Regions from separate parts of the Sus scrofa genome. Here region 1 is linked to region 2. The links are chromatin contacts, called in public Hi-C maps. All regions are on one chromosome and are shown on one strand. The core of a region is the stretch at or near the end of the contact, and the rest is flanking DNA. Distances in the headings are between cores, read along the strand shown.

What was found. A called contact is a pair of places that touch in the nucleus more often than the background predicts.
Region 1: a Hi-C map of liver shows a contact between it and region 2, with 3 times the contacts expected there. The contact joins the enhancer-like site here to the promoter of ABCC9 in region 2. A contact is called at or near these places in 1 of 5 promoter capture datasets (liver), 2 of 47 Hi-C or Micro-C datasets (heart right ventricle and liver) and 1 of 2 datasets of contacts at active chromatin or transcription factors (skeletal muscle).

Annotation. Positions count from the first base shown.
Region 1 is chr5:51,622,367-51,627,431 of Sscrofa11.1, forward strand. It overlaps ABCC9 (ATP-binding cassette sub-family C member 9), which reads left to right. Exons shown (of 40, transcript XM_021092240.1): 25 at 3,349-3,445. Among named protein-coding and RNA genes, the nearest start is that of KCNJ8, 71 kb to the right of the region's middle. Within about 2 kb of position 1,270, at least 4 of the 83 cell types and tissues checked have an H3K27ac peak or open chromatin away from gene starts, as enhancers often do.
Region 2 is chr5:51,533,238-51,538,404 of Sscrofa11.1, forward strand. It overlaps ABCC9 (ATP-binding cassette sub-family C member 9), which reads left to right and starts at 3,294. Exons shown (of 40, transcript XM_021092240.1): 1 at 3,294-4,560.

The DNA of each region.
Region 1 (5,065 bases), core at 20-2,519, 87 kb after region 2:
CAGTACATACAGTAAGTTGTACCAGGTCCATGCCCAGTGTAATTCCACGATATGATTTTGTATGATGTAATTATAACATTGAATGAAATGATAACAGAGTTGGAAACCAAGTTGGAGCATGATGAGAGAACAACTCGTGGTTGAGAGGAGAAACTCTAAGTTAAATTAGTAAATTTTCAAAATGTTTTTCTCTTGAGTCAGGACTAGGAAGTGTCCAGAATTTGGTAGTCCTGACTTGGAATGAACATTATAGAATGAAAATGTTTATATCAGCAAATTTCTCAAGAAATTAAAATGTTTTATTTTACAAAGGAAAATAATTATCTATGTTTCCATAGCAAAAGGAAGATTAAAAAGTCAGACGAATCACGAGATTACTTTGTCTTCCATGGGTTTGCCAAAGATCTCAAAAGCAAACTACCTAAGGAAGAAAAGATATGTAAAAAATTTTAAGTAAAAGAGGACAAATCACAGACATTTGAAATGAGACTATTCGTAAGAACATTACAAGGTGCAATTGACAGGAGCCCATTTAGGAATTATGTCTGGGATGCTTGATCATAAACTTAACTGAGATGGCTCCAAATGACATCTTTTTCAGTGTTCTAGATTCCAGGGACAGCAGAATATGATGTAAGCTTAAGGAGTGGACTATTTATGGTTTACTTTGGAAAGAAGATCTGGGGGGAAAAGAAAGAGAGAGACAGTTCTCTTGGCTTGATTTTACAGTAATACTAAATGTTGAGCAAGCCAAGAAGAAAGTCCATTAAGTTGTATTTAGAAATGGTCACTTGAGATAGCATATGTCTATAAGCAAAGACACATCACAGGGTTATAAATCAGCTAAGAGAGATACAGAGCAAGTCAGAATGTGGGAAGGGTGCATCCAGTTGTGAGGTGAAAGTGTGGCCAGTAGGAGCTAGCAAGAATCATGCACCTGCACAGAATCCTCACCTGGGGATGGAGGGAGGGCAGCTAGAGAAGGGCAGGTGCCTGAAATTAATCTGGAATTCATCCTCTTCCCCACACTGTGGGGAAGACACAGCACCTTGGGGAAGTGTTCATGAAGACAGCTTCTTATTTAATTTGCTATGTGGCAGGATTGAGTGTTTGCCTAGAACAGTGGTTCTCAGCCAGGGTCGATTTTATCTTCTGCGGGACATTTAGCAACATCTAGAGATGTTTTCGTTTATCACAACATGGGGAGAGGTGGCCAAGAGCTACTGGCATCTAGCTGGTAGAGGACAGGAATGCTGCTAAACATTTAACAAAGCACAGCCCCCACAGCAAAGAATTTTCTGGCAAGAAGTCAGTAGTGCTGAGGTTGAGAAAGGCTGGCCTAGAGCCAGAGTAGATCAAGCAAACAGAGAAGGGAGTGAAAATAGAAGACTCACAAAGCATCTCACTGAAGGGCTCTAGACAGACCTATAGGTTTAAAGGTTAAGGGGTAACCAGGAAGGAATATTTTAAAAGGATAGAAATGATAGCTATAAAAAGTAGATAAAACTTTCAGTTGATTTAAATGTTATTAAAAATTCTGCTTTCAATGGTATCACCCAATATCTACATAATTTTATCAAGCAAAAGAAACTAGCATCTTTGGAGTTTCCTCACCTTGACCTCACAGTTCACAGGCATCCAGTAAATATTTATTGGATAAATGGAATTAAATGTATAGTAACTTAATCCAAATAGCAACAGAATTTAAAGTATTTAACCTCAAATAAGCCTAATATGAGAATTTACTCATAAGAAAAATGATTCAACATTAAAGTCTTTTTCTCACACGGATCCGTGAGTTGAACAAGAACCAAATCTTCCATTTTTCTGTGTGCAGGTTCATTTCATTTCATTTCACTGTACACAAAATATCTGGTCCTTTTTAATTTTGTGTTTTATTTACTGTCATGTGCAAGTGTGGGTTTTCATATCATCAGGCATAGTTAAAAGCTAACATGGAATTGTCTCTAAAAAAATTCTCTTCAACAAACACTTTCACTTTTACTCTTCTTTCAACCAAGAACTTGAAAGCAACAGAACTTTCTAAAATAGCAGGTCTCCTAAGTTACACATATTGTATGAGGCCAAACAAACAGAAACAAAACAAGACCACTACCCAGAGATTGATCACTAGAGAATTATTGAATTATCAATGTAACTGAACTGTGATTTTTTTTTTTTTTTTGGTATCAGCATGTACAGGAAGCCCTCAATTTACCATAGATTCCAAAAGTCTGTGGATCAGTGTTTGGAACTCAGAATGCATTTCCCCAAAGAAACAGGGATATGGTTAGTTTCCCAGATTGTCCTGAAGAAGCTGATTTAACTCCACAGTTGTAACTGAACTGATGTTACCACTCCAGATCTAAAGTCAAGGGGGTGGAATATTGTTAGCAGAGGACTGGAGAAAACAAAATGCTTCTCCCTTTCTCAGCACAGGACAAGTCCGGAACAACTCTTAAACATTCACCAACTTTGTTCGTAGCGTTTTCCCCCTTCTCTTTCTGCCGAGCTTCCCTTCCCAGGGCTTTCTTCTAAACTGCTAGGCAGTTGAATACCCTCATTTCCCTTTTGCTTCAGAATTACCCACCTTCTTTCAGTTTCTGAAGTCCCTTTCTTTTGTGCCATTCCCTTAGTGAGATGCTCATTAAAACCTCATGTCCATTTAATGATTCCTAATAATAGTGGGTGATTGAGGGTGCTTTAATTCATCCAGAACGACATGCATTTTTAAAGGAATAGATCTATAAACATAGGTGAATCTTTAGTTAGAAAAATTACAAGGGTACATGAAAGTGACATAAAAATAAAAACAGGAGTTCCCGACGTGGCACAGCAGAAACGAATCATGAGGTTGCGGGTTTGATCCCTGACTTCGCTCAGTGGATTAAGGATCTGGTGTTGCTGTGAGCTGTGCTCTAGGTTGTAGACATGCTCAGATCTGGCATTGCTGTGGCTATGCTGTAGGCTGGCAGCTGTGGCTCCGATTAGACCCCTAGCCTGGGAACCTCCATAGGCCAAAAAAAAAAAAGGCAATAAATAAATAAACAAAACAAGTAGCAATGGTGGGACCAGACTTTAAGGCTCTGGGAGGTGTTCCTCTGCCCCCAGGGTCGGTCCCATCATGTTGTTACTACTCTTCCTGACTTCTTACTGCCTCTGAGCTCTGACGCACTTCCTATAAACCCCAGACATTGCTCCGCACCTGCTCCAGTGACAGAATTTGTCCATCTGTGGAGTGTAAAGATAACCAATGATTGGTACTTGGTACGCGTGGGTCACTGATTGGTCAGTTGAACTTGCCTGTGGCTGGGAGCTCCTCCATTAATAGCACAATGTTTACTGCAGGATATGGAAGCTGACCAAACAACTTTAGAGAGAAAAACACTCCGAAGAGCCATGTACTCAAGAGAGGCTAAAGCCCAACTGGAGGATGAAGATGAAGGTAGACTTTTTAAAAAATATATTTGAAACATTCCAATGGGTAATAAGATGTGGGGGCCTTTCCTTGATAACTGATGTGTGAATATGCCCATGAGGAATGACCAGTCACTCTGCATGGGGGAGAAAGGCCAAATCAAATACATAAAACTGAAAACGAGAAGAACAGGAGTGAAGGAAAGGTGTGTGTAGTCAACCAACAGGCATCTCGAGGAGCTTCCCAAAGTGTGTCTGAGTGTTTTTGTGTTATATGTGAGAGAGCTGATAGGAAAAGGCAGTGGTTTCTAAACAGGTCTAGACCCTTGTTCAGATAATTCTGTCCTTTGGAAATGAATAAATGGTGAATATGTAGAAAACACTACTTTGAACGATTTATACCTGAGTCCTTTGGTAAATTCCTCTGGGGTTTTCATGATAGAATAGCAACGGAGAGTAAGATAATTAGAAAAATCTTTGCTTTGTTTCAGTTTTCTGAATCTAATAAGGTATGAGGAGGAAGGTTTGTTGAAAATTTGAGGAATAAGATGAAATAGTAACATTGCTTTGGCATTTGTTGCCAAGCAGTTTGTAAGATAAACCACACTTAAGTCCATAGAGTAACTGCATTCTACTTCATTTTTGCTGTACGGTTTTGGCTTAAGACCACATACTACAATTTAAAAAGAGAAAGTTGGAGTTCCCGGCGTGACTCAGCAGTTAACTAACCCATCTAGTATCTATGAGGACATGGGTTCAATCCCTGGCTTCGCTCAGTGGGTTAAGGATCTGGCATTGCCGTGAACTATGGTGTAGGTCGCAAATGCGGCTCAGATCCTGAGTTGCTGTGGCTGTGGCTGTGACATAGGCTGGCTACTACAGCTACGATTGGACCTTAGCCTGGAAACCTCCGTGTGCGGCCCTAAAAGACAAACACACACACACACACACACACACACACACACACACACACACACACACACACACACACACAAAAGAGAAGGTCACAATTTTGGGCTGAAGGACACCAAAATGTGCTACTTTTATATTTCAGACAACTATTCCATATTCCAGCAAATACTCATTGAGTAAATAATGAATGAATGAATGAATTTTGTTCTTCAATTTCTTAGATTTAAAAGTGTTTTTAGGAGTTCCCGTCGTGGTGCAGTGGTTAACGAATCCGACTGGGAACCATGAGGTTGCTGGTTCGGTCCCTGCCCTTGCTCAGTGGGTTAATGATCCAGTGTTGCTGTGAGCTGTGGTGTAGGTTGCAGGCGCAGGCTTGGATCCTGCGTTGCTGTGGCTCTGGCGTAGGCTGGTAGCTACAGCTCCGATTCGACCCCTAGCCTGGGAACCTCCATATGCCGCAGGAGCGGCCCAAGAAATAGCAAAAAAGGAGACAAAAAAAAAAATTCTTAAAAAAAAAAATAAAAGTGTTTTTAAAGAATGTTTGGTGCTGTAAACTGACAGTCTCTAGAATTGAAACCCATTCTTTCTAATGCAGTCTAAATTGAGGTTATGCCCAGTTATTCTCTCCAATATGCCAGTGGTGAGCATAGCATTTGAGAGGCTGGCTCTGCCCTGGGCTTGCCTTGTTAATCTGTTTTCTCAGGTATAAAATAAGATAATAATACTTTTCTTACAG
Region 2 (5,167 bases), core at 2,044-4,543:
TGTGGTTTAACACTGTTCTGGAATTCAGAATTAATGAAATAGGTGTTTGATAGAGGAAAACAAGTTGGTTTAATCAGGGTGAGATGCTGCAACAAATTACCATAGACTGAGTGGCTTAAACATAAATATTTATCTCTCACAGTTGTGGAGGCTGGGAAGTCCCAGATCAAAGCATTGGGATTTTTGAGAAAGCTTAGAGAAGTGGCTGGATATAAGATAAATACAAAATTTACACAAAAATATAAACAAATATTGCATTCTTAATAGCAGTACAAGCTATGAAAATAAATATATGGAATTTGTATAACCAATCATTACAAGAAACATACAGACTGATATAAATTTAATATAGAGACCAAAATAAAGAGTTAAATGGGAAAGAATACTAAAAATATGACATTTCTTTATAAATTACTTCCTAGATTTAAAGAAACTCTAGTAAAATCTCCAAAAGAGAGTAGCTAAGAAAATTGTGAAAAGCGTTAAAAGGAGACTGGTACTACTGGAGTTAAAATATACTTTAAAGCTATAATAATTTCACCTGATCATAGTAATAGAATAGGAAGAATTGAGAAAGATATTAATTGAACTGAGCAGGGAGCTCAGAAAGAGATCATATTATAATACCGACAAAGGCAGTGTAATACATCAGGGTAAAAGAATAAGATTATTCAGTAAATAATGTTGATGTAACAAAATATTAACTTATGTTCTTATCCCATGGCACATGCCAAAATTAATTCCAGAATTGAATTTTTAAAAATCTTTAAACAAATATGAAAGTAGGCTAATATTTATTAACTTAAGCATCAGAATACAATGCAATGGTGGTAAAAAAAAGGCAGCACATTTGCCTAAGTAGACTTTCCCTTAGGAAGAAGAACCATGAAGGCAGAGATACTGCAGGTCATCACTGACCTCTATGTAACACAGCAGGAGATGTAGCACATGGTGTATGCTCTAAAAAATTTTATAGAATTATGAACACAATCTTTTTGTTTTTTGTAGAGGTAGGACCGATATCATTTTAAAAGGACAAATTGGGGAAAAATTGTCATATATGAAACAGAATTGGTAGCTTTCTCTTATTAAAATTTCATAAAAAGACTAGAGTTCCCATTGTGGCTCAGTGGTTAACGAATCCGACTAGGAAGCATGAGGTTCAGGTTCTATCCCTGGCCTGGCTCAGTGGGTTAGGATCTGGCGTTGCCAGGAGCTGTGGTGTAGGTTGCAGACACAGCTCGGATCCCGAGTTGCTATGGCTCTGGCATAGGCCGGTGGCTATAGCTCCGATTAGACCCCTAGCCTGGGAACCTCCATATGCTGAGGGAGCGGCCCTAGAAAAGGCAAAAAGACAAAAAAAAAAAAAAAAATTCATAAAAAGACAAAAAAGATTTATAAGAAACATTCTCAAAGCGCATTAGATGGACAAGTATGTGAACAAGCTGTTCATAATAGAATGGATACAAAGATTAATGAACACTTGAAAAATGGGTTGGTTGTTAATAACGTTATCTAAGTTACAAAATTTTTTAAAAGATAAGATTCAGGGGTCGTTTGGATATAAGTGTAATAGGTCATCTTATTGAGTATGGAGGGAGTTTACGAAAACATTTTTTTGTCTTTTTAGGGCCACAGCGGCGGCATATGGAAGTTTCCAAGCAAGAGGTTGAGTCAGAGCAGATGCTGGCCTATGCCATAGGCACAGCAACGCAGGATCCTTAACCCATTGAGCTAGGCCAGGGATTGAACCTGCGTCCTCAGGGATACTTGTTGGGTTTGTTACTGCTGAGCCAAGACTGGAACTCTAAACTTTTTTTTAATGCAAACTTTTTTTTTTTTGGTCATTTTTTTTTGCCATTTCTTGGGCCGCTCCTGAGGCATATGGAGATTCCCAGGCTAGGGGTCGAATCGGAGCTGTAGCCACTGGCCTACACCAGAGCCACAGCAACGCAGGACCTGAGCCATGTCTGCAACCTACTCCACAGCTCACGGCAACGCCAGATCCTTAACCCACTGAGCAAGGCCAGGGATGGAACACACAACCTCATGGTTCCTAGTCAGATTCGTTAACCTCTGAGCCACAACGGGAACTCCTTAATGCAAACTTTTTAGAAAGGTAATTTTGCATTCTATATCCACAGCCTTAAAAGCATTTATTACTTTTTAAATTCTTTTATTAAAATATAGTTGATTTACAACATTGTGCCAATTTCTGCTCTACAGCAAGCATTTATTACTTTTGATCATGTAATTACTTTTCAAGGAATATATCTTAAAGAAATTATTTGCTACCAAAAAACCCCTGTTTATAAAAAAGTTCATCATAGGATTAAATATGGTAGTGAAAATTTGGCAATTCTGTCCAACAATAAGAAAAATGGACTTAAAATCAAGATACAGCCACACAGTGAAATGTTATGCAGCCATTCAAATAATTTCTATAAAGATTTCAAAATACAACCAGAAAATAATTGTTTTGAAAGATACCATGAGGAGACAAGTTATTTTGAGGTTGCCAACAATATAAAATGTTCATAGGTATTCCTTGATAGCCTACCGCTCAAGGACTCCCAACTGCCATTGCTGTGGCTTGGGTTACAAATGTGGCAGGGGTGTGATCCCTAGCCAGGGCACTTACCTACGCAGCAGTCCCAGACCACCGCCCCCCCCCCAACAAATGCATGGAAAAAATGATGAAAATAGCACGTACGCTTATTAGCTTTTACTGACAGGGCAGGCACTGTCTCAGCACTTTAAAGGGATTATCTCCTTCACTCTCACATCAAGCCTATGAAGCAGTTTTTTTTTAATTTGTCCTGTTGAATATGCGAGGAAACTGATACACAGAGGGGTTAAACAAGTTGTCCAAAGTCTCTGAGCTAACCAACTAATTGGGTAACAAGATTTGACAGCAGGCTAGCTTCCTTGAGTCCATGCTTTTTATCATTACCGTTTGTTTTTGTTAAAATGTAACAAAATGTTTTCAGTAGTTTTAGAAGTTTGAGGGCTCATATACTTTTCCATACTTTCAAAGTTTGACTTAAAAAGAATGTTTTAAGGCATGACATTTAAGCATAACAAATGAGCTTAACGGTAGGAATATACATCTTTTTAAAGTCCCAAAGTCAACTTGGTTTTGTGTGGGCACACTCAGGGTCTATATCTGGGCATTATCTGCACCCTTCATTTCCAGTTCTCTCTGCCCAGAAGCGCTGGGAGCCTCTGGTCCCGCTTCTGGCTAGTTCGCCGGGTCCCTAGGGTTCTGGCCACGGTCCTGGTATCCGCGTTCTACAAGCGTGCTTTCTCCCTGCGCCCGCGTCGCGGCAAACAGTCCAGGGTGCAGTAGCAGAGTTTTCAAAGTCCGCGGGCCGGGAGACTCAGGGACCCTCCCGGGTGCCGCCCCACGAGGCCCCGCAGACTCCTAGCGGCCGTGGCTTCCAGCTTCAATGAGGCCGGGCCTCACCCAGGAACGCAGCGACCTTCCCAGCCGGAGATGCCTGCGGGGGGCGGCTCTGCCCCAGAGTCGGAGCGGCCGCTGGGGCTTGGGGTTCAGCTCCCGGGACAACGTCCAGCTGCCCGCGGCCCTAGAGCGGTGCCCCTCGGGGGTCGCGCACCGAGCCTTCGGAGGCACCAGCCAGCCGGGCCGACCATCCTTTATCAGATCAGGACAGTTGACGAAAACAATGGTTATTTCAAGCTGACTGAGCGCTGACCCCCGATAAAAACGAATGTTGATTACAGAGGGTTGCCTGGGACAAAATTTATGGCATGCGTCCTGAGGGGGAGTTCTTGTGGGGTGAGTGTATTTTAAACATGTTATCTCCTTGAGAATGTCTGCACTCTCTGGTCGGGAGCTAAGAGTGGGAAAACTGTTTATAAACCGTGGAAGTCGAAGCCCCACTTTCGGGGACGAAGATTAAGGCTCGCTCTTCCGTAGCGCGGCAACTGGTCCAGACGAGTCACCAAGTTTCCCGGGGCGCTGGGGCCCCAGCTTGAGCCTGCCTTACTCCTGCGAGACATTGGCACGCACGAATACAGCCAGGCAGCCGGTTCCTCTGCCTGGAATGAAGCCTTTATTTCCCAGGTCCGCAATGGGGGACAGTGATGAAACCCTCAAATCTGCTTCCTTATCTGGTTAATAAAAAGGCGCACACAGAGCCTGGGGGAACGATTACAAGTGCAAGTGACCTTGCGTGTTTTAACTTTGGAAAAGCCGACTCCAGTGATAACGGAATTGTAGATTGTAAATTTCAATGTCTAATGAATTGTGGGGACGAACGTTATTTTGTAAAATCCTAGTCTGCGCGTCCCAAATTTGCAGCTCCGGTGCCGAAAGCTGGGCCGAGCGGGGGTGGGGAGGGTCTCCAGTACGAGGCGCGGCGCTCGGGGCTTCTGCCCAGTTTCCTGCGTCTGAGTCGCAGTGTCCGCCCCAGCCCATAGCAGTCTGTGCTATTGAGAAACTCGATAGGAGGCAGCAGCTGATCCCCCACCACCCTAAAAATAATCCGCTCGGCGCCCTGATTGCTTCGGCCAGGGAAGGAAAACTTTGCCTTCGGAGTAAGTGAGTTCGTGTCTTTTACATATATATCATTTCAGAATTTTAAGAATAACTCTTAAACTGTCGATTTTGATCTAACATTTCGGCAACCAAAAGGCGCCCGCGCACTCTCGCAGCGCTTTGCCTTCGCGGTCGCTATTTCTAGGATTAAGGGACCGGGCCCCAGCCCGAGGAGAGAGGGCGTGGGGATCAGGTTTCCAGCTTTATTTACAAAACCCTGGCGGGCTCCTGCTTAAACCAACTGGATAAAGTGCAAAGAGTTATTACAGTTTTTTTTTTCTTTCTTTCTGTTTGACATTTCCCGTCTTGTTCACGAAGTAGCTTTCTATCTGCTTAATTTATGTTACTCTTTGCTGTGTAGGAGTTCTGTGTCCGGGTTTAAAATTTGCACCTAAGACAGTGTAGGAAGCCGGGGTTTGGAAGGTAGTGCAAGTTCACCAGTAGGAGTTTGAAGCAGCTTCAAGCGTTTGCCGCAGGTATTTATTTGTTGCTTTGTTTGTCCAGTTTGCCATTTGAAAATAATAATAATAATAAAAAAACCTGAGTGTGTGTCTAAGGAAGCTTATCTGCTGTATAGTTCCAACATTTCCTTTGGTGTGCAATAGG